7 separate regions of the Mus musculus genome follow, and regions 2, 3, 4, 5, 6 and 7 are each linked to region 1. A link is a contact called in public ChIA-PET, HiChIP or PLAC-seq and capture Hi-C data. All regions are on one chromosome and are shown on one strand. The core of a region is the stretch at or near the end of the contact, and the rest is flanking DNA. Distances in the headings are between cores, read along the strand shown. Region 1 holds the start of Ube3a (ubiquitin protein ligase E3A). Region 2 has its middle 53 kb from the start of n-TEttc7. Region 3 holds the start of Snrpn (small nuclear ribonucleoprotein N). Region 4 has its middle 76 kb from the start of n-TEttc7. Region 5 has its middle 89 kb from the start of Atp10a. Region 6 has its middle 31 kb from the start of Atp10a. Region 7 overlaps Atp10a (ATPase, class V, type 10A).

Region 1 (3,423 bases), core at 561-3,060:
TCAGCAATACAGATGCAGTATCCACTTCCTTAAAAGTGCAGTAAGCAGTCTATTTAAGAGGAGAATTTAATACTAAAGCAATTTCTGTCATACATAACAAGACAAAATTTTCCTTTTATCTCTCCTCAATTCTAAATTTACATAATTTACCAAAAAGATATCTTAAGAGTATTAACTAATCTGAGGTGTGTCAAAAACATTCGTCGTGTCTCTTGTCCAATAGGGCTTTGATATTTAGCTTTTTAACAGCTGTATTTCTTAAAGTTCAGGCCATCTTTATTTCAAACGCACTTCCCTATCCAAAACATTTTAACATAATCTGCTGCTTCTCCCAAAACCATGGGTTATACGAATATCCTTCACGAAGTAAGATAATGGTGGATAACACATCCCATATACTATTTAGTTAACATTTCCAACAGTACACTAGCTATTTAACGCAATCCCAAAGAGATTTTATACTGTTCTATTTTAGCATGCTCAAAAGACATAAAAAAAATTGACGTAAAATTGTCTTTAGAGGATTCTTCTAAAGCTGATAAAGTCTTATTAAAATTATACTTTCTATTTTTAAGGCTAACGCAATTATAGCACATTCAACTCTGATTCTTCCAACAAAAAGCCTCCGCATCAAAATGGGGAAAACGTCCTTTTCATTTTCTCAACTGAAAAGGGGGAGGGGAGAAGAGGAGGAGGCCAACTGCTTACAGGTTTGCATTGAAAATTAACACAGCAGTTTCTGAGGAATCAGTAACTCACGTTCAACTACTGAATCCTACCAGAAGCAGCACACGAATAAAACCAGAGCGCAATCCTTGGGCTTGAGGTGCCGCTTCATCCGTCTTCCTTCCAATCCACCCCCAATACCCCAACCCACTAAGCACACATCTAAATATGTCTTCCCCACCAGAGCGCCCCTTTGGAGGAAAAGGCCTGCCTTTCGCAGCCTGAAGCCACGGCTGGCTCTCCGATCTCTGCTTAGATGAGGCCCCCGATCTCGACGCCCTGCACGTCCGCCCCACCCCGGGCCCACTCGGGTACCCGTGGGTGACAAAACCCTCCCTCCTGCGTCCAGCCAGCACTGACAGTTAAGGCTGCAGCAGCCGCAGCCACCAGGGCCTAGTCCTGGCACCGGCCCCTCCAGACCACGCGCCCCAAGCACTCGCTCACGGAGGCGGGTGAGGGCCCGGCGCCTACCCTGTCAGCGCGGGCCGGAGGGTGACGAGGGGACCGGCGGTACAGACCAGAGGGAGCGCGCCGGGCAGGCCGCAGCCGCAGCAGCACTGACCTGTCCTCGCCCCCGCGCGTGGGCTGCGGCCCTCGCAGCTGCGGCCGCCTCACTGGTCCTTGTCGCCCTCGTCCACCGCCGCCGCCCGCCACCGCCTCGTTCCCTTTCGCTGGCGCCACCGCCGGGTCTCATGCGGGACCCGCGCTTCTCCTCAGGAAACCGAGGCCGAGAGGCCAGGCGCCTGGGCAACCTTGAAGTCGGCGCTGAAGCGCTGCTGTCGCGATCTGTCCACAGTGGGGGGCGAGGGCGGCGAGCAACTCCGAAGAGAAGCAGAAGGAGGCGCCACCGTCAGCGACAGGTCGACGGAAGAGAAGCGTAACGAGGCGGTGAACAGCTGCGTGGCCCGGTGCGCGAGCGAGAGAGCGAGCGCAGGAGGGGCGACGAGGTGCTGGCAAAGACGAAAGGCCCTGTCGTCTCCTGGAGTCACCCAAAGAGGAGCGCCACCATCTTGGGAGAAATACGGATCTCGCGAACGCAGCACTGGACGAGAGGACTAGGTGGGCGGACCGAGTATCCCGACAGGCAGCGCGCGCCAACCCTGCCGGGCGAGGGCTCGGAGTCCGGAGGCGGGATGCGAGGCGGGGTTGCGCGTGCGTGGGATGGCGACGGGCTCTGCCCCGCCCCGATCGCAGCTCTGTGGGGCCCTCCTCTAGCTCGCCTTCGCCTGCGGCGCAGGGGCCTTTGGGAAGGGGAGATGGCCTTGGGCTGGGTGGAAGCTGGCCAGCATCGTCGCCATCTTGAGACTGGGCTGAGAGAGGCTTGGTGTTTTTAGCCTCTGCTCCTTTTACTCAATCTATAGACCAGTGTGCTTCGGTGTACTCGCGAGAGCGGACAGGTCTACCCAGCCTAGCAAAGCCCAGGAGTCAGAGGGACGAATAGGCCAAGAGGGTGTAGCCTACTGGCGGCACGAGGAGGCATAGAAGCGTTTTGTTGCTAGAGCTGACCCTTACGACTTTTCATCCGAACTGTCCGAGTAAAGGATTCAGGCGTTGAGATTGGGCAACCTTTCAGCAAACAAGGCCATCAGCCTCTGCCAGAACATGATATGTCACTGGCTTACCAGACTAGTAGGTAAAAGCCCAGCCCCTCCTGTGTTGTCTTCCAGTAGATGTCAACTGAGAAGAAACCGCCTTGCTTGATCACACGTGGATAGAGACTAATTTTGATTTACAGAACACCCGAACCCTGTTAGAGCCATGTGACTTGTTGGTACCGGAGTGAGGGTTTAACTTAGGTTTGTTGTTAATGATTTTGACACTAAATTATTATAAAGACTAGCTGACATGTTATTTCCTGGCTTGCAACTTAGTAAGCCTTAATCATCTAGTGCTCAAAATGTAACAATCACATGTATTAATGTGCTTTTCTGTTTATTACAGCTCCTATAATGTGTGTGTATGTGTGTGTATATATATATACACATCATATATATATGAAAGATCTCCCCACTATAAAAAATATTTTTATTATTGGTTTTTCAAGACAGATTTCTCTGTGAAGCCCTGGCTGTCCTGGAACCCACTCTGTAGACCAGGCTGGCTTTGAATTCAGAGATTCGCTTTCTGAATGCTGGGATTAAAGGCTTGCAATTTTTTAAAATTAAAAAATAATAGGCGTGTGTGTGTGTAAACTATTACAGGATAAATAATAAGTGCAACTGTTATATCAGATTTTAAGATACTTTAAATTTTTTCTATTCTTTTTTTTTCTCCATCCATTAAAGATCCTCATTTGGAATACCATTGTATTATATGAAAGGGGCCAGTAATAAATGTAACCCTTTAAAGAGTTATCTTTGCAAACTATTTAAATACAAAACCAAAACTGAAAATCATTAGACTGCTAAGAAAAGTAAAGTACATAAACTGTTGCAGCATGTGAAGACGCTTTCAGCTATTCACTCCTAAATAAAAGTCTGAAAATGAAAGGTCATGGTCTAGTCATGTGAATTATCAAAATGTAGCCAGCAGCCCAGACTTCTAAAAAGCTTAAAAGTTTAAAGGAAATACATATCCAAGTGCCAGTCAAGTTCTATATGGAGATCATGGAGAATACTAATTTCTCTTAACAATCTGAAGAAATTATTTACTTAATGTTCAATATGTATTCTTATATGGGCCTCTGATGTTCAGGAC
Region 2 (3,423 bases), core at 237-2,736, 780 kb after region 1:
AATTCCTGTCCTATTTGTGTTCTTTTCATAGTTGCCTGATGAACTATGCCTAGTTAGATGAACTATGACAAAAGTATATAAGAGAAATAAACTCTTGCCTTCTCAAGTTGCTTTTGGTCATGATGTTTGGTCAGGGTAGTAGGAACCCTAACTAAGACAATCATGTTGGGCTGAGATGGCTTTTGCTATTTCTGGGGAATAAAATCGTTGTGATCCAAATGCTGACGTTCATGACCCACACTTTATACTGGGCGTCAAGGGATATGCTGCTACTTTCTCTTCTTACTGAATTTTATTTTCCCCTCCTTCAGTTTTCTTGTAACAATGGGTATATTCAGAAGTCTCCTTGATCTAAGCTCTAGTACATTATCTAGCTGTACTGTCTTAGTATTGACAGGTATATGGTGGTCAGGTGTTCTCATTTCCCCCCATTCAGTTCTCTATAGAGACTTGCAGAGGGTCTTTAGATGTGAATTTGATCATGCCTTAACCCTCTTCCGATCCACACAGAGAACTATGGCATTCCTTGCACCTTCAGTATTCTTGTCTAACCCCGACTTCTAATTTGAGCTGCATCCAGGCTCTCTACCTCACTTCCAGGAAGCATTTGTTCTCTTCCTGGGACCTTGTTACTTTCTGTGTTGTCCAAAACTCCCCTTCCAGACCTTAACTCTTATCACAGTCATGTACCACAGAATGAAGTTTTAGTTAACAGTGGACCACATGTTACCATAGATACTATTACCTAGTGACATTATAGTTATCTTAATTTCTCTAAGAACACAGTATAATATTCATGTAGTGCTAACATCAAAAGTGTAGTTTTTAGAAATACTGCGCCCCATAAATTATTTGTAACATTTATTAACTCAGCCAAGACCACCCAGACCATCTGTCTTTCTTGCAGGGACATCTGCTTGAAGCACCCAACTAATGTATAATGTCATTGGCTTCTGCTCCTCTCCTAGCCTGTGAGGGCAAGAGCCATAATTGCATTTGTTCTTTATAGAGTCATTTTGCTTGGCACTGATGGCTTGCCATAAGTGAGCATCGTGCTAGATGGCAGACTAAAAGTCATATCAGTTTGGGCTAGAGCATACCCCCTCCTCCTTTGCACTGATCTAGTTTCAAGTGATCTGGCATAAACTGGTTAATTGTAAACAGTTTACTGAACTCCATTATGGTTTTATGGAGAACATAAACAACAATATGTAAGAAATCACAAATGATGACACAGAGTATCTCAAAGTAACTGTCAAAAAATTGGATGATACTTTATATTATATTACAAGGACTTTGAAAGTCATCTCTCATAATAACATTCTAGTTAAAAGAATACTCCAACAGGCATCATCATACCTAATTTCAAGTTATAATAGAGCCCTAGTTATAAAAACAACAGGGTACTGACACCAACACCTAGATCAATAGATTAGAATAGAGGATGCAGATACAAGCCCACAAAACCACAGTCACCTAGTTCTTGACAAAGATGCTAAACACACATGTAAAAGAGACAACTTCTTTAACAAGTGGTGCTGGAAAACCGGGTATCTACATGTAGAAGAATGAAACTAGATTTTAGTCTCACACTCTATGTGAAAAGCAACAAATGCATCAAAGACCTGAATGCAAGACCTGAAACTCAGGATTGGAAAGTAGAAAACACAGTGTAAGCCAGGGCTTCCAGATAGAACTGTGCTTCTTGGGAAATCAGGGAAACATTTCACAAATGGGATTTCATGAAATTAAAAACTTTCAGCAGAGCCAAGGAAACAACTGGATGAATACACAGCATATGGACTAGGAGGAAAGCCTTTGCTAGCCATATATCTTGAAGAGTAATGATACAAGGGAAATTGGAGTATCCTTTCAGCTCCTTAGTCTCATTATAAAGGAGTTTAAGAATGGACTCAAAAGGAAGTACAGGGCAATTTTATTAGCACTTAAAAGAAAACTCACAGGACAGGCAAGATGTAAAACTACAGCTGCTGCTCAGGGGAGAATGCAGGAGGGAAGGGAAAATCCACACCTCTGAAGTTGTCCTAGAAGCCAGACATGTTGGCCAACAAGCAGCCACAGGGTGTAGAGGAAGACTACAGAGAAAGAGAAATAAGGGGAAACTCTCCCCTAAACCAGGACCCTGAACAAGAGCAAGGTTCCAGATATATTGCCTGTGGAATGTTGGAAAGCCCCTAACCTGGGATACACATCCTGGAGCACAAATGTTGTAAAATCACACAATTGTCTTCTCTCCCACCCTGTAGTTTTGAAAAGAAGTTTAACAAGAAAACTTGGTTTTGGGTCTGGAAAAGCCATGCCCTCTGGGTTTCTGGTTATTAGTTACAAAAACCGAGCACTGAGTCTGTACCACATTCTCCTGCACCCTCAGACGCTATGTGGTAGGGTCTTAGGGACAGGGTCTTAGGGACTGTATAATCCTCTCTGTAGAAGTGGGGCTGAGTTCTTATTCTTACTTTGCCCTTTAACTTCTTATATTATTTTTCTTGCATGTTAAAGAAGCCCAAAAATATTGGGGTAAGGGAAACCAGGACTATTAAGAAAAACATGCCTAGAAAAGATAGCAAAAACCCTGCATGGCTGCAGTACATAATCTTCAGCAGTAGGGAGGGAACATTCTGGGAAAGAGTATAGTATCTCACTAGAGAACTAAGTATTCTAAGTTTTGGCAAAAGGTCAGCCCATCTTCCCAGGGCTGGTCCCTTAGCCAAAGTTATTGAATCAGCTTGAGTGGAGTGTTTGCTCTCCACCTAAGCCAGCGATTCCATTCTTTTTTTGTTTTGTTTTGTTTTTGTTTTTTCGAGACAGGGTTTCTCTGTGTAGCCCTGGCTGTCCTGGAACTCACTTTGTAGACCAGGCTAGCCTCGAACTCAGAAATTCACCTGCCTCTGCCTCCTGAGTGCTGGGATTAAAGGCCTGGGCCACTACTGATTCCATTCTTTTGCTTGGGGTTTTTATTCATTTTAATATCACTATCTAGAATATACTAAGATCTAAAATAACTAACAAGAAATCAAACAACTCGACAAATATACAGGATACTAAAATGTACAATCGACTGTAAAAAAGACAAAGTAAACACATGCTCCACTATGTTCATAGCAGCCTTATTTATAATAGCCAGAAGCTGGAAAGAACCCAGATGCCCCTCAACAGAGGAATGGATACAGAAAATGTGGTACATCTACACAATGGAGTACTACTCAGCTATTAAAAAGAATGAATTTATGAAATTCCTAGCCAAATGGATGGATCTGGAGGGCATCATCCTGAGTGAGGTAACACATTCACAAAGAAACTCACACAATATGTACTCACTGATAAGTGGATATTAGCCCCAAACCTAGGATACCCAAGATATAAGATACAATTTGCTAAACACATGAAACTCAAGAAGAATGA
Region 3 (3,423 bases), core at 321-2,820, 780 kb before region 1:
TGACACATCCTGTTTCAAAATCTCCCCATCTTGGGAAAACAAAACAACCCCCTCCTTCACTACCACCCCAACGCCCTCTACCCTGCCAAAAAAAAAAAAAAAAAAAAAAAAAAAAAAAAAAAAAAAAAGAACAAAATCAGGCATGGTGATCCCTTGCTGTAATGAGGGTAGAAGGCTTATTGGCTTATTCTGAGTTTTAAGCCAGTTAGTGCAACAAAGGAATTTCCAAGCACACCTGGGGTAGATTAAGAACCAGCCTCAGAAAAGCAACAACAAAATACACACCCTGCAGCGCTGAGCTACACTCCACCATTCCTAGCCCTAGTCTATTGTCTTTTCATTTTTCCATAAGTAGTCTGTCCTTGTGATTTTCATTTGCATTTCCATGGTGACTGACAATAGTATCTAATTGTTTAGTTCTATGTAAATAGATTTCTTCAGCTGTTTTCGAAAGTTCAGGTTTTGGTTACATTTAGAACTGAATGTATCTTCATTGAAGTTGAATTTAGGATGTTTGCGAACTGGATGCTAGCTCAGTGCGGGGGGAAGGGAAGTAGAGAACTTCCAACTTTGTTAGAATACCTCATTAACAGTTCTTGCAGGCCCTCATTAAGCTATGCTAAACCCATGTAAATTTAGCTTCCTTAGTTTTCTCCTTGCCATTTTGTTTTCCTAATCTTCAAATAATTGCATATTGAAGTTACTACCACAATAATACTTTTACTAGGCAGACAGGAAATTAATAGGTCAAAAGTAACTGAAATAAATTCTTATATATGTATCCACAATCTACAAAATGTTTTTGTTTTTGTTTTTAGATATTGTTACAAATTGAACCTGGCCTTGAGTATGCAAAAATACTGCTTTCTTAGAATAAGTTTCCTAAGAGCTGGAATTACTGGATGGCATTTCTATGAGGTCATATATTTGTTAGTAAATAGTGTCTACTTTTCACCCCCCAGGCATAACAACATTTAGGAAGCCCTGTCTCTAAAACCAACAACAACAAAAGAAGCAGATACATAAGTTTCATAACTGAATGTTCTTCCTATTAAAATTTAATCACACCATGATCTGGAGGAAATAGTTTTCTCCCAGTCATATGTTCTAACACAGAGAAAGAAAATACAAGTAATACTACATTAATGTAGAATGTAGAATTAGGAATCAGGATAACTTTTTTTTCTGTACAGAATTTTAAGTATCTGACAATTTGGCTGGGCTTCATGTTTGATTGTGTGTGTGTGTGTGTGTGTGTGTGTGTGTGTGATACACTATGTAACATGATATAGCCTAGAAACCAGTCTTCCTCATATTGGAGATCAAACCTTTTTTCCTCTCCCACATAATAAAAATCTGTGTGATGCTTGCAATCACTTGGGAGCAATTTTTTTAAAAAATTAAATGTATTTAGTAATAGGCAATTATATCCATTATTCCAGATTGACAGTGATTTTTTTTTTTTTAATACACGCTCAAATTTCCGCAGTAGGAATGCTCAAGCATTCCTTTTGGTAGCTGCCTTTTGGCAGGACATTCCGGTCAGAGGGACAGAGACCCCTGCATTGCGGCAAAAATGTGCGCATGTGCAGCCATTGCCTGGGACGCATGCGTAGGGAGCCGCGCGACAAACCTGAGCCATTGCGGCAAGACTAGCGCAGAGAGGAGAGGGAGCCGGAGATGCCAGACGCTTGGTTCTGAGGAGTGATTTGCAACGCAATGGAGCGAGGAAGGTCAGCTGGGCTTGTGGATTCTAGTAGTGAAAGTGCATCCTATTTGACCAAAACATTCTAGATTTGGGCTTATTAAGATTTTTGACAACCCAGATACCTTTATTTTTGAGAATTGGTGAGCAATCCTTTGGAGCCGGCAGACGGACTCCTTGGGTGTGTTAGTGCGGCACCTGCGTGTAACGCGTTGCCTTTATTATGGTGGTCTGAGGTTGTGACTGGGATCCTGGATGCAGGAGCTGTGTTGCCGCAGCGTGGGGGCTCCAGGATGCGGGACCTCTTTTGTCGCGGCCTCTGGACTCCTGGAAGTCAGAGCTGTGTTGCCGCGACTTGTAGGTCCAGAGATTTTGGAACTATTAACTGTGTGGCCTGTGGCCTCCAGAATGCCGGAGCTCTGTTGGTTCTGGGGGTGGGTGTGGATAGAAGTTCTGTTGCCGCTGCAGGAACCTGTAGAGTCCGGGATTTTGTAACTGTTACTGTGCGGCCTGTGGGCTCCAGGATGCAGGAGCTCTGTTGCCGCAGCCTGTGGGCTACGGGGCTGGGTGGACACTCTTGTCCAAGGCTGTGGCTCTGTTGATGCAGCCAGTGGGCTACAGGGCGTGGGAACTCTGCTGCCGCAGTGTCGCAGTCTGTTTTCTCCGCGGTGTGGGGGTGGGGGTGGGGAGGGAGCTCTGTTGCCGCAGCAGCCTATGTGCTACAGGGCATGAGAAATGGGCGGTCGCAGCTTGTGTGGTCTGGGGGATGGGAGCACCTTCAGGGGTCTGGGGAACTGGAGCTGTGTGGCGGTGGCCTGAGGGCTGGGAGCTTGGTTGCCATGGCTTGTGTGTTCAGGGTGGGGGCTACTGGAGTGCTGTTGCCGCGGCCTGCGGGCTATGGGGGTGGTAGCTCCATTGCCACAGCCTGTGAGCCTAGGGTAGAGGGAGCGGTAGCTCTGTCGCCTCTTAGTTCATGTTTGGGGGAGCTCTGCTGTTGTGGCCTTTAGGCTGAGGGTGCGCGCAGGGTGTGGGGGATGGGGGCATTCTGGGAGCTCTGTTGCTGCTTCATGTGGCTTCAAGGATGTCAGAGCTGTGTAGTGGTGGTATGGTAGGGTGGAAGGTGAGCGCTAGTGGGTGATTTTCTCTGAGATCTCTATAACTACTTCTCAAGATCATGTGGTTGTGTGGCAAAAAGATACTTGCAAGTCAGAGAAGTGATTGTGTGTCCAGGTTGGTTGCAGGTGGCCAGAGTGCTTCTGGTTTGGGGCCTTGGAACTCTGACCCATGGATGGAGGTAATTACCGTACAAAGTCTGGTACTGAGGCCGTAGGGTGTCATTTTTAGCCCTGCAGTCCAGTGGCAGTCTGCTTCTGGGTGCTTCCAGGGTGGGGTCTACTGAGGTAGATAAACGGAATGTACCAATATTGGTGGAGGGGGGAGTTGTTGAGAAGAGAACCTGTGTAGAATGGCCAGACCTCACCTTAAGGATTTTTCTTGCAGTCGTCCCTTCTAACTGGGTTGTGTATTTTGTTCTTGTTGTTTCCTTTTGTAGAATTGTTTCCCATTTACAAGATAGGGATGCAAGTCTCAGTGTTCCATTTTCTTGTTGTGTCACTGTCAACCACCCCTCACAGTGGGGGTTAGTGTATGAAGTCTATGCAATACTTGCTTTTACCCACTCATTGAGTAGAGGTAATAAGACAATGTCTTTTATTTTT
Region 4 (3,423 bases), core at 491-2,990, 750 kb after region 1:
AGGCCCATTGGTCATGCAAACTTTATATGCCTCAGTACAAGGGAATGCCAGGGCCAAGAAGTGGGAGTGTGTGGGTAGGGGAGTGGGTGGGGGGAGGATATGCCGGACTTTTGGGATAGCATTGGAAATATAAATGAAAAAAACCTAATAAAAGAAAAAGAAAAAAGTGAAAATGCTTATTTTGACTCTATTTCTTACTCTATTTCTTTTGGGGCTGTGAGGAGTCAGTGCATCATTGTGGTGTCATATGGTCAGGAAAGTACTAACTACATGGTAGCTAGAAAGCAAAGTGAGAAGAAAGACCATAGTCCTACAGGCAGCTTCAGGGGCATGCCCTTAGACCAAGTGTCCTAATGTACTCCATCTATAAGCCCCACCTCCTACTACCTACCAATAGTCCCAAAGTCTTGAGATCAAGCCTTTAACACAGGGCTTCTAGAGGCAGTGGTTCAGTTCTCCAACCCACAAAAATGCAGAAGCCATGCTACTCTGAACACAGCTGAGCACATTTCACTTGACTGTAGCTTAGAACCATAACTAAATTCCTGCAAGCCAAGAGGATGCACAGGGATTGTAAGAAGCATGGAGATTAATTTTAGAGTAATGATGATGATGACGACGATGACATGAAGACAACGATGATGGCAGCGGCGATGTGTGTGTGTGTGAGTGTGTGTGTGTGTGTGTGTGTGTGTGTGTGTGTATGATTAGATTTGGGGTGCTAATCCATACCAGAAATCTCAGCATTCAGAAAACAAAGGCAAGAGGATCACCCATGAGTTCAAGGACAGCTTGGTCTACATTGTCTTGAAAAAACAAAACAAAATTTGTGAGAGAATTTTAAAAAAATTTCCTGTAGGTTATAAATGCATAAGGAGGTTAAGAATGATAAAATTAACATTTATTAAATGATAACTTGAAATATTAGCAACATAATAAAACAAAAACTTTCCAGGGTGAGTTCATACAGAACTTTGCCTCCCTTAGGAATAGACACACCTGTGCTTGTTTGAATGAAAATGGTCCCGACTGGCTCATAGTAAATGGCATTACTTGAAAGGATTGGGACAATTGGCCTTGTTGCAGTACGTTGTGACATTGATGGAAGAAGTGTGTCACTGGGCATAAGCTTTGAGGTTTCAAAAGTTCAGACTTTTCCTGCTGCCTGTGGATCCAGGTGTAGAATTCTCAGTTAACTGGCCAGCACCATGTCTGCCTGCATGCCACCATGCTTCCTGCCATGACAATGGTGGACATAACCTTTAGACTGAAAGCCAGCCCCAATGAAATGTTTTTCATCATAAGAATTTTTGTGGTCATGGTGCCTCTTCATAGCAATAGAAATCCTAATGAAGACAACATCTTTCTTGAATCCTGAGCATGTTGTTGTCATTCATAATCTTGTTTGGAGCATTCTTGCAATCCATTCTTTGTTCCTTAGCACACAGAAAGGCAATGTTTTACCTGAGTGTGGTCTCCTGATGACTTTCCTCCCAAGGGAATTTCTGAATAACCAACTAGGCACATTTTCAACTCCAGAATACGTTAAGTGAACATCGCTGGCTCCGTGTGCTCACACTCTTCAGTGTGACTCACTTGCTACCAGGACACTCTGTGAGGAACACAGTCTTTCTAGCTTGGAGGAAGTCATTGACTTTTATTTCCTTAATGTCACCTCAGGTCTCTGCTGTGTTATTGTTAGTGAACTGAACAAGGGTTTCTCAGAGAGAATTAGCTGTACAGTCATCTCCCAAACCGTATAACTGTCAAATCACATCCTGTCTAGGGTTGCCTATTGCCTAACAATAGAAAAAGTTCTATTAACTCCACTTTGATTTCACTTTCCAAGTAGAACCTCAGATACTTGCTCAGAGATTACGGCCAGCTGGGCCCTTTGTCTTCACACTTATCTCATTTGTTGCAACTCATCAGGGCTGGAGTCATACTTCTGGTTTACAACCACCAACTGAACATAGCTTTTTCTACAGAATCTCTTTGTAAAAATTATGAGTATTTCCCTCTAAACAGTGAAAAATTTTGTCAGCCTCCAATGGTTTATTTGGTTCCCTGTTTATTTACGAGGAGACATTTCTAAACCAGTTTTGGGAGGTGAAGATTTTATCGATGTTTTGGGCAAATCCTTGATATATATTGAAATATGTGCACAAGTTCATTTAAGATAAAAATATATAAAACATAAAATCTCCCCTCATCCTGGTTACTCCCCCTAGTATAATAGGGAATACGGCAGGCTTTAGTATGTTTCTTTACTTTTGACTTTCATTTTGATTTTTACTTGATATACAGTAATCACACATGCACTGTGGTGGTGGTGTACACAAGTGTATCGTGGAACAGTCAGGTCACCATAACTGGCATTTCTGTCACCTCGAATACCTGCCACTTCCCCACGTGGTAACACTGAAGTGCTTCCAATGAGCTGTTCTGAAACATTCCTTTGACTGTGGCTGACTGCAAGTATCCTGTGTGCTATTGAATGTGGAAAGCTATTGTCCATTACTCACCCTCTCTCTGTTCCATCATTGCTTTTCTTTATTTTTTTTTAAAAACATGTAAGAGTATCTGATACCCTGTAATTGGAGTTACACTTACAGCTGTGGGCATCCATGTCTGATGCTGGGAACCCCTTGGGATTTAAATGAGAATGACCCCATAGACTCACAGGTTTGAATGCTTAGTCATGGGGGTGGGACTGTTGAAAAGATTAGAAGGTATGGCCTTGTGGGAGAAAGTGTGTTACTTGGGGTGGGCTTTGAGGTTCTTTAGAACCTAAGTGGGTCACTGTCTCTTTCTGTTGCCTGTGGATCCAGATTCTCTCTGCTCCTTCTCCACACCATGTCTGCCTGTGTGCCATCATGCTTCCTACCAGGGAGATAATGGAATAATCCTCCAAAAATGTAAGCAATCCCTAATAAATGTTTCCCATTATAATGTTTTGCTTATGGCGTCTCTTCACAGCAATCGACCATTGACTATGATAGAACCAAACCCTGTTCCTCTGCAAAGGCAACAAGTGCTGTTAACTGCTGAGCTTCCTGTCCAGACCAAATCCTTGCTTTGTTATGATTATCATGCATATAATTATACCTTCAATTGATGATTCACCACCCAGATTGCCTAGCTTGGCATGTCCAACCAATATAAACTCAATAATATCTTCATTTTTTTTTTTTTTTTTACTCAGCTAATTCCTGAGTTTTGCCCTTATGCTGTCAAACAGAATAATTAATTTGTTTACCCCTCTTGGGTGACAGTCCTTTAATTAATTATTATAATATATTCATATGTTCAACTTTTGGGGTGGATGTTTGGTCTGCTCTGGCATCTTCTTTCTTTCAAATAAAGAACTGCTGTCTTCTCTTGTCCTCCCTTCTCCTCTGACTCCCCATATCACTCTATCTC
Region 5 (3,423 bases), core at 512-3,011, 660 kb after region 1:
AAAGTGGATAATTTCCAACTAGCACTTGTGTCTCTTGGTGTCCATTTTCCCATAAAAGTAAAAAAAAAAAAAAAATCAGACAGCAGGATGCTACTGAAATTGCTTCTTTGTCGGTTTTTACTTCATTCTCAGCTTGCATTTACAAAAGCATTGGCCACATGCAGATCTTTACTGATGCAATCCCTCGGATATCCATAGCCACCTGGGAGGATACAGTAAACATATAGATAATAATGTACTGTGATGTAGAGATAAAAAGAAGCCATAGGCAGCTGAGGCCCTGGAAAGAAGGGGATCATGCCTGAAGGAAGTGATGCTGTTGGCAGGCAGGTGATGGAGCAGTGCTCCTTCAAGCAGGAAACGCAGCATGAGAAAAGACAATGAGAGTAGAACATCCAGGATTTGAGCTGGTGTTGGATCACAAGTTTATTGTGGGAATTTGTAGATGAGACCTCATAGAAGAGGGCATCAAATCACAAGGTAAGGAGGGAAGATTTGAGGCTGAGCTTCCATGACACTCACAGATGGCTGCTGAGCAAGGGAATGGAATGATTAAAATGGGATTTTGGAAAGACAGAAATATAACTTAGATTTGATATAATGAAAACATTGGCAAAGGGGATAGAGAGCGGCCTTGGCAACCTACAAGAACTGACTGACTTTGGAACTCTGGGAAACTAAATTGTTACATCAATATCTATATTTACATTAGCTATCAAAGGATAAAAAGGGATTAGGTGAAGTGATGCTGGGGCTTGTCACTTTCGTGTGGAAGAATGATAATGGAATTGCCAAGAACATTGAAGCTGATAGTACAGATTTGCATGTGACGTAGAAAGATAAGCAGACCAGTTCTGACATTAGCTGACACAGAAAGGCATCTGATTCCCAAGGCAGTTTAGATATCTTTGGTGCTGGGATGTATTGGACTCTTCCTGCTCTTCCTCCACCCTTCTCACCAGTTCCTCTTCCCTGTATCTTCTTACCCACTCAGACTGTTGGCCACATTTATTCTAGATACTCCACTGATAGCTGCCTCTCTTGTTCTCTGTGACCTCTGACTTTAATTTCTTGTGAGTCTCCTGTGCTCCCTTGCTCTCTGAGTCCACATCCCTACTTTCTTACTCAGTTGATTCTTCCAAAACATTTCCCTAGGAGGCTCAAGGTAAGGTCAGAGCTTCACTGACTGCCTGTAAAGAAATGATATCCAGAAAGAAGCATTTAGCTTCTATTGGGTTATTACAGTTTGGATCTTAAATATCTCCAAATATCCATGCGTTATAGGCATGATTATCAGCTTCTGAGTCCTGCTGTCAATTAGTGAAATCTATAAAAGATAGACCTACTGAGGTGAGGATGTAGGACATGCCTTTGAAGGAGATATTGGGTCTGTGAAGCCCTCTGTCTGTCTCTTTGCTGTCTGATGAACTGAGCAGTTTCCTCTACTCAAAAGTTTCAGCCATGATTGCCACTGTACCATAGGCTAAATGGGTCAAGTGAGCCCGGACTGAAATCTCTGACAGTGAATGTCAGCAAACTCTTTCCCTTTAGGTTGATGTTTTTATGACTAAACGCAAAATATCTTTCCTGCTTCATGTTAAGAAATCTCATAGTAAATGCTTACATCCTTACTGAAAAATACTTATAATGGGGCATTTGCCAGTGGAACTTCCCCTTGTTGCTCAGTGACTCCAGCTTGTCATTAACATGACATATCAGCCACCATGTCTTGTTGGCATTGTAGGCTCTTGCTCACTCCCACTTTCATGTTATTTAGTCTCAGACATTCTTCCAGGTGGTACTTCTGTCTCACCCTGACACAGACCCTGCCCATGAGGCTTCCACAGACTCTTTCCCAGTCTTTGACCAATCCCACCTGAACTGGGAAAATGCTTGAATGATTTTTGAGTGGGTACTGGTTTTTCCCTTTAGGAGAGACTTGGTGTTTTCTAACTACTGGAATCTTGTGGGTGAAATCCAAAAATTCTGTTAGGTACCCTACAATTTTCAAGGTGGCCCTCACAAAAATTATCTTACCCAAAATGTCAGGAGTACTGAAATGAGCTTCTCAAGCCTAGAACAACAGTTGCAAAGTACACCCGACACTCTCACTCTAGGAAGCAGCCTGCACTTTTGCTGTTGGCTTCCTGCCCCTGCCCCCCCCCCCCCATTCCCCCAACTTCCTCTGCCTAGCACCGTGGATATGATTGCCACACCTCAGGTGCTGCCTTGGTTTATCTTCAGCTGAGTTCTTTCCTGTCCTCTCATGTTTTGTTTTGTTTTGTTTTTTAACTTTCATTGTTCCTTACTACATTCCAGATATCTCTCTATAAAATGTCCTCTGGGACTCAGTCTTCCACCCCTTATGATTGACTCAGGGATGCCTCTGACTTCCCATAGCTTTCTCTTTGGGGCCCAAGAAACTGTCTTTCTCACCTCTGGAGGCTCAGTTTTCAGCTGGAGTGTTAGAGTTGTAGTGAGCAGAGAAATGTATCTGGGTTATGAGGCCCTCACTCTCCCAACATCCCACCAGAGTTTAGAAATTGCATCCTCTTAGGAGATGGGTGACGGTGAGGCTTCAAACAAAAAAGAGAAAGTATTTTTGGGAGATACATAAAGCCTCAGGGTGGGGGTAGCTTAGGTCAACATTTGTCTGGGCTCTCTGAGGGATGTTGTTTATACTGTGAGCTAATCTTATAGGGGAACTAGTCTTCAGTTCCAAAAAGAAACTTGTCTCTTCCTTGAACTGGCAAGATGGCTCAGACAGGAAAAGATGGACACCCCAAGCCTGACACACACACACACACACACACACACACACACACACACACACACACACACACACACAGCACTCCCAAAATAAGTTTAAAACAGTCTTTTAAAGTCCTCTTCTGTGTTTCAGGAGTGTCATGAGTAGAATGAGAGTAATCCTCCTAGACTCATATGTTTGAATGCTTGGTGTGGGATGCTCAGTGGGGAAAGGACTGGGAGGTGTAGTCTTGTTGGAGGAAGTCTCTGAGATGTGTTGGAGGGTGGTCAGCTTTGAGGTTTCAAAAGTCTACACCAAGCCCAGTCCTTATCACTTTCTCTCTGTCTGTAATTTGCCTATCAGACGTGAGCTCTCAGCTACTTCTTCAACACTATGCCTGCCTGTCTGTTCCTGCCATATTACCCATCATGATTATCATTAGATTAACCCTCAGAAACTGTAAGTAAATCCCAAATTAAGCAAATTATTATGGGACAGTCGCTAAGATAGGAGGGAAACAGAGGTAGGAGGCAGGATTTGGATAAAACCCAGAGAGACACTGAGTCTGAGACAGTTTTGGTTTTAACTAAAAAAACAAACAAACAAACAAACAAAAAAACAAAACAAAACAAAAAAAAACCCAGCCTGTAAAAGTGACATATTTGGGGTATGAT
Region 6 (3,423 bases), core at 428-2,927, 600 kb after region 1:
ATGAAGAAGACCTGAGGCTTGATCCCTTGAAGCAGCCAACCGCTAGGAAATTTGGATCAATGAAAAAGACAGGAAAGTGGTCAATAAGGAGGCCTGCTGCCCAAGTTCTACAGAATTGAGTGTGGCAAGTGCTGCCCTTGGGTAGAAAGAAAGCAGGTCTTATCATGTTGCCCGAGTCTGTTTGTATATCTTTAATGTATACAAGTACAGACAGAGTCAGATAGTGCCAGTTTTATTTTTGAGTAGACAGAAAATTCCTGCAGCATGCGGGAAGTGCTGCGGCATTTTGCTTCTCTTGAGCTCAGGAAGGAAACGAAGCTTTAGGAAGTAGAAAATGAGACCTGGAGACATGGTCAGTGGTAGATTAGTTGGCTGCCAATGAAAGGCTCTGAGTTTGATTCCTAGGACTGGGGTGTGGTCAGGGAGTGTGTGGAAGCACAATCTGAAGTGTTTGTTATTCTGATGGACTATGAGCCATGGATGTCTTTGTAGGAACTGGTGATACAACTACATGCTATTTTTAGGTAACTTAACCTTCAATATATTAATAACACCTTTCAGTTTCTCTAATATTATTTATCAGTGCAAACTATTGTTTTTAACAAATACATTTTAGAGTAGTTTTATATTTGTAGTGAAATTGAAAGAAAGGTGCAATATCCCTATGTACCCTTTGCCCCTGTGTGCATTGCCCTACCTCAATCAGAGTATAGGTAATCATAGGTAATCACTTGCTTTTGCCTTATTATCACTTAAAATCTCTGTGCTTAGGTTTCACTCTTGGTGCGCACTCCATGGATTTGAACTAATGTATGATGGGAAGTACTTATCCTTACAATATTTAATTGTCTTTCTCTGCTGACACTTCTCTGATCCTCCAATTCACCCTTCCTTCCCATTAACCCACAGCAACCATTGAGCTTTCCTCTCCCTCCTTTCCCTCTCTCCCTCCTTGTCCTGCTTCCTTCTTTCTCTCTCACCTTTTCATCTTTTTCTAACATTAGGAATTCAGTCCAGGATCTCACATGGTGCTGGACAAATGCCCTATGACTAAGTCACATCCCAGCTCCTGATTTTTTTCTTGTCTCCACGGATTTATGTTTTCAAGAATGCTACATTCCTAATTCTTTTTTTTTTATTCACTGACATACATTTGCATTTCTCTCATACCTTCTCATATCTCATTGCTTTTTAGAACTGAATAATATTTCATTCTATCAATGTACCACAGTTTATATACCCACTCACATGAATAGTTGTGAATGCATGCTTTCATTAAAATTTTTTGGATGGGAGGTTATGATTACTTTCCAGTGCTGGGGGATGGAGCTATGTTTGAGATGAATGAAGAAACTGAACAGCTCTTGGAATTACTCAACTTCCCCACGTGGTGCTAGCTATTAGCCCAGAGCAGCGAGAAACAAACAAACAAACAAAGAAACAAACAAACAAACGACCTTGGGCTTTTGCAATTCTGAAAAGAGAGATAATCAGAACACAGGCATTTCTCTGCAGTTGCTTCAGGCTGCCAGGGACTGCAGCAGTTCTGGTGGATGCAGCCAACTCAAGTCTGAAGGGCAGCCAGAGTCAGACATTTGAAAAGTGGGAAAGCATTGCGATGGTAACAAAATATTTCTCTGTAAAGGGGCCAGGCAGAAGTCTTACCGCAATGACTTTTAGACTTAGAAACCCTCAGAGCTTTCTCAATAGAGGGCTGTCCCACGCTGGTGAGAGGCTCAGGCCACTCTTCAGATCTTTGTGTCAATGAATAAGAACATAACTTTCTCTGAGGGTGATCTCCCTGGGGAGAGATTATATGCAGTACTTATGATTTCATTACAACAGTTTTAAAATAAATACAGTCAGGAGAATAACAACCACTCCCAGATTCCCTTAGGCTCTTACCGTTTCAGGGTGCCCATGGTACGCTCCACCGGTTTCCTGTAAGTTTACGTGTGAGTTATTTTTGGTCTTTTGCTGCAGTGAATAAACACCCCACCTACATATTTTCATATTTTTACAAGTAGATCTGTAAGCTAGGTTCTTGGAAGTATGATTTTAGGACCGTGAGTAAACAGTGTGATTTTGCTTGGTATTGTCCAGTTGTTCTCTGTCACAGTGCCGCCAGCATCTGTTCCTTTGGCTCAGTGTGGCTTTTCATCAATAGTTTTTATGTTTGTCATCCTAGCAGATGTGAAATGCTGTCTCAGTAGTGCATTGGCTTGTGTTTTTTCTATTTATGTGAGGTGAATTACCTTTTCCTAAGATTAAAATTATGTGTATTTTTTTCCTGTAAGGTGATATATACTCAAAAATCAGTTTTCTATTGTTAGTCTTTTCTTTTAGTGGTTCTAATTTTCAAAATTTGAGTCAAACTTAGACTACTTTCATTCAAACTTAAGATATTTTCTTTTGCTGGAAGATAAAGAGATTTAGTTCAGTCTTCTATGTTTAAACTTCCGTTATAATCATATTATACAGCTCTCTGTATCAGCCAGTTTTATCTCTGTAGATCCAATCAACCCTCTCCACTGCTCCTTAACCCTTCTATCCTGGCAATGTTCTCATTTTACTTTCCTGGTCTCTGTAGTAATTAGGGGCAGTGTACTACATAGTTACTTTAGGCTGTGTGCTTGCATCTGACGATTTGGATCTGGGAGCCTTGAATACAAGAGAACATGCTGTGTTTGCTTCTCTGGGCTGGGTTACCTCACTCAATGTGATCTTTTTTGTTCTACTCATTTACCTGCAAAGTTCATGATTTCACTTTTGTTTACACCTAAATATCCCATAGTGCTTATATACTACATTTCAGGTGTGTGTGTGTGTGTGTGTGTGTGTGTGTGTGTGTGTGTGTAGCCCTAGCTATCTTGAAACTCACTCCATTAACCAGGTAGCCTTGAAATCAGAGATCCATCTACCTCTACCTCCTAAATACTGGGATTAAAGGTTTATGCCACCACACCCAGCTCAGGCACAATAAATTGTTGGCTTTAATTCTTAGCAAGCAGAGTCCTACTCAGAAAGTCCTTTCTTAAACCTATACCACCTATCTATGCTTTCTTTTAACAATTTCAGCTTTAGGTTTCATGTATAGGTCTTTGATCCATTTGGAGTTAGTTGGGCAATACATACAGGTCTAGTTTCATTCTTCTGCATGTGAGCATCCACTTTTTCCAGAACCATTTGTTGAAGATTCTTTCTTTTCCTCAGCTTCCGTTCTTGGTGTCTTGGTTTGATACCAAGCAGCAGAAGCTATGTGTGCTCCTGTTTGGGTCTTTGATTTGTTCTATTGGTTAACATTGTTTAGTTACAAGGCACTGAGGTGCATATTTAACATACCAAAGCAGACCTAGTATCCAGGTTCTCCTAGCATCTTTCAGTCCTATTTAGCATACCCTGCCCCCAACCCTTAACTTTGCA
Region 7 (3,423 bases), core at 269-2,768, 540 kb after region 1:
AAATAGTGTGGCTTGTAGGCACCGTGAACTACTACTCAGAATCTAAAGAGAAAGAAAATTTGTCAAAACATCACATGGTATTTTAGAGATTATGTATCTATTACCAACAAAAAAAATAAAAGGAAATCCTAATATTTATAACAACATAGATGAACCTATGAATTAGGCCAGACACACAGAGACAGATACTACATAATTTTACTCAGAAATAGCAGCTAAAAATCAAACCAAACTCATATATATAGAAACGGTAGAAAGGTGGCTCTGGAAAGTGATACAAGTACTAAGAAGCTGTAATAATTACAGAACAAGAAGGCCAGGGGGGATGTCAAGGCCATAGAGATGGGCAACACTATGACTTGCACAGGGAAGAGTACAGACCTACCCTTATCCTCATCTAGAGTTGCCGGGAGTCCACCTCACTTGTTAGAAGGAGCTAGCCACTTGAAAAAGCACTTTATACATGTACTCAACCAGACATGCAGGTTTTCCTGAGGTAACATGGGTACTCATTGGCTCCAATTCAAACATAACAGAAACAGGTATAGTAGAGGATCCCTTATACGAGATGCTTGGAACCAAAAGTGGTTCACACTTAAATGTTTCCCATTTGGGAATGCTCATGTATGTGTAGTCACTATACTGTAGCACTGTGTCTTAGGCATGCCATCTGTCCTAGTTTGCTTTCTGCTGCTGTGATAAACACTGAGAAAATGCAACTTGGGGAGGAAAGGGTTCATTTGGCTTACACTCCCATGTCACAGACTGTCACTGAGAGGAGTCAGGACAGGAGCTGAAACAGAAACCATGAAGGAAGTTCCCTCCCCGCTTGCTTACTGGCTCGTTCTCAGTTAGGTTTTCTTACACAACCCAGGCCCACTTGCCCAAGTGACGAGTGACGGTGGGTCAGGCCCTCCCACATCAGGCTCTCACAGACACGGCAGCAGACCAATCAGGTTGAAGCATACCTCCAGTTGAGGTTCTCTCTTTTGGGTAATTCTGAGTTGTGTCAAATTGACAATAAAAACTAGCCAGCATAGCTCCCAAGTCCAAATGTATTTATAATTCCCCTAAAACAAACAGCATGAAGTGACTTTTATTCATTACTTGAGTGCACCTTCCCTTTGACCATAGTCTATCATTGTAACACTTTCTACTTCTGGCATCGAAAAATTTCTAACAACTGAATCCACAGTCCATGCTTGCAATCGAAGCACTCGTGTGGCTGAGAGGAAAAGCACTCAAGCTCAGGAGTGAGACCTAGCTAGGCTCCAGGGTCAGCAGCAGCTCAAGAGCAAAGGGGGCTTTGTGTTGTGCTCTGAGATGTTTGGACTAAGGATATTCACCCATGCAAGAGTGGTTTTTAAAGTGGACTTTTCAATGCACAACTAACACATCCCAAAAGTAAAGAGTGCATTACTCTGAAAAAGAATTCAAGAAGCTTAAGGATATATGGCTCGTTGCCCTGAGTTACCTGTCTACAAACACAGGAAGAAGACACTAGAACATTAGTCATCTGCCTAGCCATCCATTTCCTTTAACAAATGGAGTACAGGTGCCAGAATGTCAGATGGAAAAGGGCCCACTGTATATCCAGCTAAGTGATGGTGACACAGCCCTACCCCCATAAAGCCACTTTTGTGTGACCTTGTGGCCACATATTAGTGTGCAAGTCCAAGAGGCCTTTCCGCAAAAGGCTGTACAGTGTTAGAATTATAACCTCAGGGTTTGGCTCAGTTCTCCCAGCTATCCCTTTCATCTCCAGCCTGGAATAGACTTTTTCTTTAAAAAAAATTTGATTGAACAACTAAGTGTTATCACTCAACTTCAGATCAAGTTTTAAATTCCTCTCATTCAAGTACTAATCAGGCCCAACCCTGATTAGCTTTCAAGATCTGGCAAGTTCACAGTGTTGTGGCTGTAAATTTCATGCCCTGCATCTTGAAAGTCATTATGCAGTAAAGGCCCTTAGGGATTCTGGGGAGAAGCACCCCTCTAAGAACTGTGGCTCCTGATAATAGTACTGTCTGTGATATGTCCTTAAACTGTTTCCCTGAGCAAGCAAGAGAAAGATGGGAAACACTGCAGAGCACTAGTGTCCTAACTAAAGCAGCCTTCCTCACCATTAGTGATCAGCACGGTTTCAGAAACCTCCCCAACTGAGAACTTTCTCACCCTGCTCTGTGTTCAGTATATATCCATCTCAAACAGTAGGTGCCTCTCTACCCATAAGCTTTGCATTTCAGGAACATCTCATAACACAATAGAATAGTATTTCTCTATGAATGCTATGTCTTGTAGTAAGTGTGTTAACATGTTTACCTGGTGCCAACAGTGGTTCATATTGCCCTCCCCTCATTAACAGTTACAATGCCAACATCAAGAGTAAAGGGCTGTGGCATTCCTAAATCAGCACAGGGATAATGAGCAGTGTTTGTGCATTAGCACATCTCTTTATACCATAGCTATTTGACTTGTACAGAAAGGTAACATACTGGAACCTATGGGATGGCTCACAGGATAATGGAGCTGCCCGGAAGCCTCACCATATGAGTTTGACTCCTGGAACCCACAAGAACCAATAAGTTGTCCTTTGACCTCTTTAGAGTATACAGGAGCACACATACTCATGGATACACACACACACACACACACACACACAATGTAATTTAAAAATTTTAAAACGGTGAGATACAAGATGATGACAAGTACTCAAAATTCAACATTAACAAAACAAAGAACACAATTTGAAAACAAGCAAGACATGAGATAATTCTCTGATGAAGACAAGGGTGGAACAATAAGGGGTCATCCTGCTGACTGGTACCCTAGCTGTGAACCTGACATGAGGTACCCTGGATCTCCATGGGGCCTCCACAGTATCTTTTTTTAAGCTGTGCTGTGAATGCTTTTGTCTACACAGACAAGTGGTTCAGATTCTGATCTCCTGTGCCTAGGCTGGATGCACCTGGAGTTAGAACAGAAGCCCCGGACAGTTGTCCTCAGATCCTACAGGTCCCCTGCTATTATTATCCCTTGGCTTTTGATTGTAGCCTATTGAACTACTTCCAAGGTCAAGTTGTACAGGGAGGAGCAGGTTAAAGTGAATTGATACCATCTTGTTCTAGCACCAAAAGTCTCTGTTTTCACATTTTTCTATGGTGAACTGACAACAATAATAGGCCCAGCCCTCAGACATCTACCTCAGTCTGGGCTGGGTCAGCTACATTCCAAGTTTTACCACGCCAGCCCACACTGGGGTGTGCTGAAGCTTCCAAGGACTGCAGCTCCAAAAATGTTAAGACTCAGAGACCGGAGGAAATTCTTCAGTTCGAGGTGTGCAGCTTAACCCAGGTGGAGGAGTGGGCTGGAGAGATGGCTCAATGCTTGCTACAAGAGCCTGAGAACCTGAGTTCAGTTGCT

What was found. ChIA-PET counts read pairs in DNA pulled down with a chosen protein or histone mark. HiChIP or PLAC-seq counts read pairs in DNA pulled down with a chosen protein or histone mark. Capture Hi-C pulls out chosen DNA fragments and counts their contacts.
Region 2: a contact with region 1 is called in an RNA polymerase II ChIA-PET map of memory CD8 T cells, with 19 read pairs. The contact joins the enhancer-like site here to the promoter of Ube3a in region 1. A contact is called at or near these places in 2 of 484 Hi-C or Micro-C datasets (CD8 T cells and Th2 cells) and 6 of 115 datasets of contacts at active chromatin or transcription factors (double positive thymocytes, large pre-B cells, memory CD8 T cells and 3 more).
Region 3: a capture Hi-C map of embryonic stem cells shows a contact between it and region 1, with 3 times the contacts expected there. The contact joins the promoter of Snrpn here to the promoter of Ube3a in region 1. A contact is called at or near these places in 2 of 484 Hi-C or Micro-C datasets (the G1E-ER4 cell line and embryonic stem cells), 6 of 115 datasets of contacts at active chromatin or transcription factors (embryonic stem cells and stem cell-derived neural progenitor cells) and 1 of 9 other capture datasets (embryonic stem cells).
Region 4: an RNA polymerase II ChIA-PET map of memory CD8 T cells shows a contact between it and region 1, with 15 read pairs. The contact joins the enhancer-like site here to the promoter of Ube3a in region 1. A contact is called at or near these places in 1 of 39 promoter capture datasets (hippocampal neurons) and 4 of 115 datasets of contacts at active chromatin or transcription factors (the NIH/3T3 cell line, double positive thymocytes, large pre-B cells and 1 more).
Region 5: an RNA polymerase II ChIA-PET map of memory CD8 T cells shows a contact between it and region 1, with 28 read pairs. The contact joins the enhancer-like site here to the promoter of Ube3a in region 1. A contact is called at or near these places in 8 of 39 promoter capture datasets (the 3T3-L1 cell line, the C10 cell line, the HPC-7 cell line and 4 more), 1 of 484 Hi-C or Micro-C datasets (the HPC-7 cell line) and 6 of 115 datasets of contacts at active chromatin or transcription factors (bone marrow-derived macrophages, embryonic stem cells, memory CD8 T cells and 2 more).
Region 6: an H3K4me3 HiChIP or PLAC-seq map of pro-B cells shows a contact between it and region 1, with 3 times the contacts expected there. The contact joins the enhancer-like site here to the promoter of Ube3a in region 1. A contact is called at or near these places in 8 of 39 promoter capture datasets (the 3T3-L1 cell line, 3T3-L1-derived adipocytes, the C10 cell line and 4 more), 3 of 15 datasets of contacts at CTCF or cohesin (CD8 T cells, the NIH/3T3 cell line and large pre-B cells), 1 of 484 Hi-C or Micro-C datasets (adipose-derived mesenchymal stem cells) and 17 of 115 datasets of contacts at active chromatin or transcription factors (the 230-238 cell line, CD8 T cells, the NIH/3T3 cell line and 11 more).
Region 7: an RNA polymerase II ChIA-PET map of memory CD8 T cells shows a contact between it and region 1, with 30 read pairs. The contact joins the enhancer-like site here to the promoter of Ube3a in region 1. A contact is called at or near these places in 5 of 39 promoter capture datasets (the C10 cell line, the HPC-7 cell line, hematopoietic stem and progenitor cells and 1 more), 1 of 484 Hi-C or Micro-C datasets (myocytes), 15 of 115 datasets of contacts at active chromatin or transcription factors (the 230-238 cell line, CD4 single positive thymocytes, CD8 T cells and 10 more) and 1 of 9 other capture datasets (adipose tissue).

What each region holds. Positions count from the first base shown.
Region 1 is chr7:59,227,137-59,230,559 of GRCm38.p6, reverse strand. It overlaps Ube3a (ubiquitin protein ligase E3A), which reads right to left and starts at 1,810. Exons shown (of 11, transcript NM_001033962.2): 1 at 1,289-1,810.
Region 2 is chr7:58,450,239-58,453,661 of GRCm38.p6, reverse strand. No RefSeq gene overlaps it. Among named protein-coding and RNA genes, the nearest start is that of n-TEttc7, 53 kb to the right of the region's middle. Within about 2 kb of position 1,486, at least 21 of the 459 cell types and tissues checked have an H3K27ac peak or open chromatin away from gene starts, as enhancers often do. A contact at or near this core is called in CD8 T cells, Th2 cells, double positive thymocytes and 3 more, where this site is marked.
Region 3 is chr7:60,003,346-60,006,768 of GRCm38.p6, reverse strand. Snrpn (small nuclear ribonucleoprotein N) reads left to right here and starts at 1,570. Exons shown (of 10, transcript NM_013670.4): 1 at 1,570-1,733. Snurf (SNRPN upstream reading frame) reads left to right here and starts at 1,570. Exons shown (of 10, transcript NM_033174.4): 1 at 1,570-1,733. The coding sequence starts at 1,720. The region is part of intron 6 of Snhg14 (small nucleolar RNA host gene 14); the gene reads left to right.
Region 4 is chr7:58,473,723-58,477,145 of GRCm38.p6, reverse strand. No RefSeq gene overlaps it. Among named protein-coding and RNA genes, the nearest start is that of n-TEttc7, 76 kb to the right of the region's middle. Within about 2 kb of position 1,740, at least 24 of the 459 cell types and tissues checked have an H3K27ac peak or open chromatin away from gene starts, as enhancers often do. A contact at or near this core is called in memory CD8 T cells, where this site is marked.
Region 5 is chr7:58,567,754-58,571,176 of GRCm38.p6, reverse strand. No RefSeq gene overlaps it. Among named protein-coding and RNA genes, the nearest start is that of Atp10a, 89 kb to the left of the region's middle. Within about 2 kb of position 1,761, at least 22 of the 459 cell types and tissues checked have an H3K27ac peak or open chromatin away from gene starts, as enhancers often do. A contact at or near this core is called in memory CD8 T cells and regulatory T cell precursor, where this site is marked.
Region 6 is chr7:58,625,200-58,628,622 of GRCm38.p6, reverse strand. No RefSeq gene overlaps it. Among named protein-coding and RNA genes, the nearest start is that of Atp10a, 31 kb to the left of the region's middle. Within about 2 kb of position 1,677, at least 107 of the 459 cell types and tissues checked have an H3K27ac peak or open chromatin away from gene starts, as enhancers often do. A contact at or near this core is called in the 230-238 cell line, CD8 T cells, the NIH/3T3 cell line and 5 more, where this site is marked.
Region 7 is chr7:58,684,231-58,687,653 of GRCm38.p6, reverse strand. All of the region lies in intron 1 of Atp10a (ATPase, class V, type 10A), which reads right to left. Among named protein-coding and RNA genes, the nearest start is that of Atp10a, 28 kb to the right of the region's middle. Within about 2 kb of position 1,518, at least 109 of the 459 cell types and tissues checked have an H3K27ac peak or open chromatin away from gene starts, as enhancers often do. A contact at or near this core is called in CD4 single positive thymocytes, CD8 T cells, the HPC-7 cell line and 5 more, where this site is marked.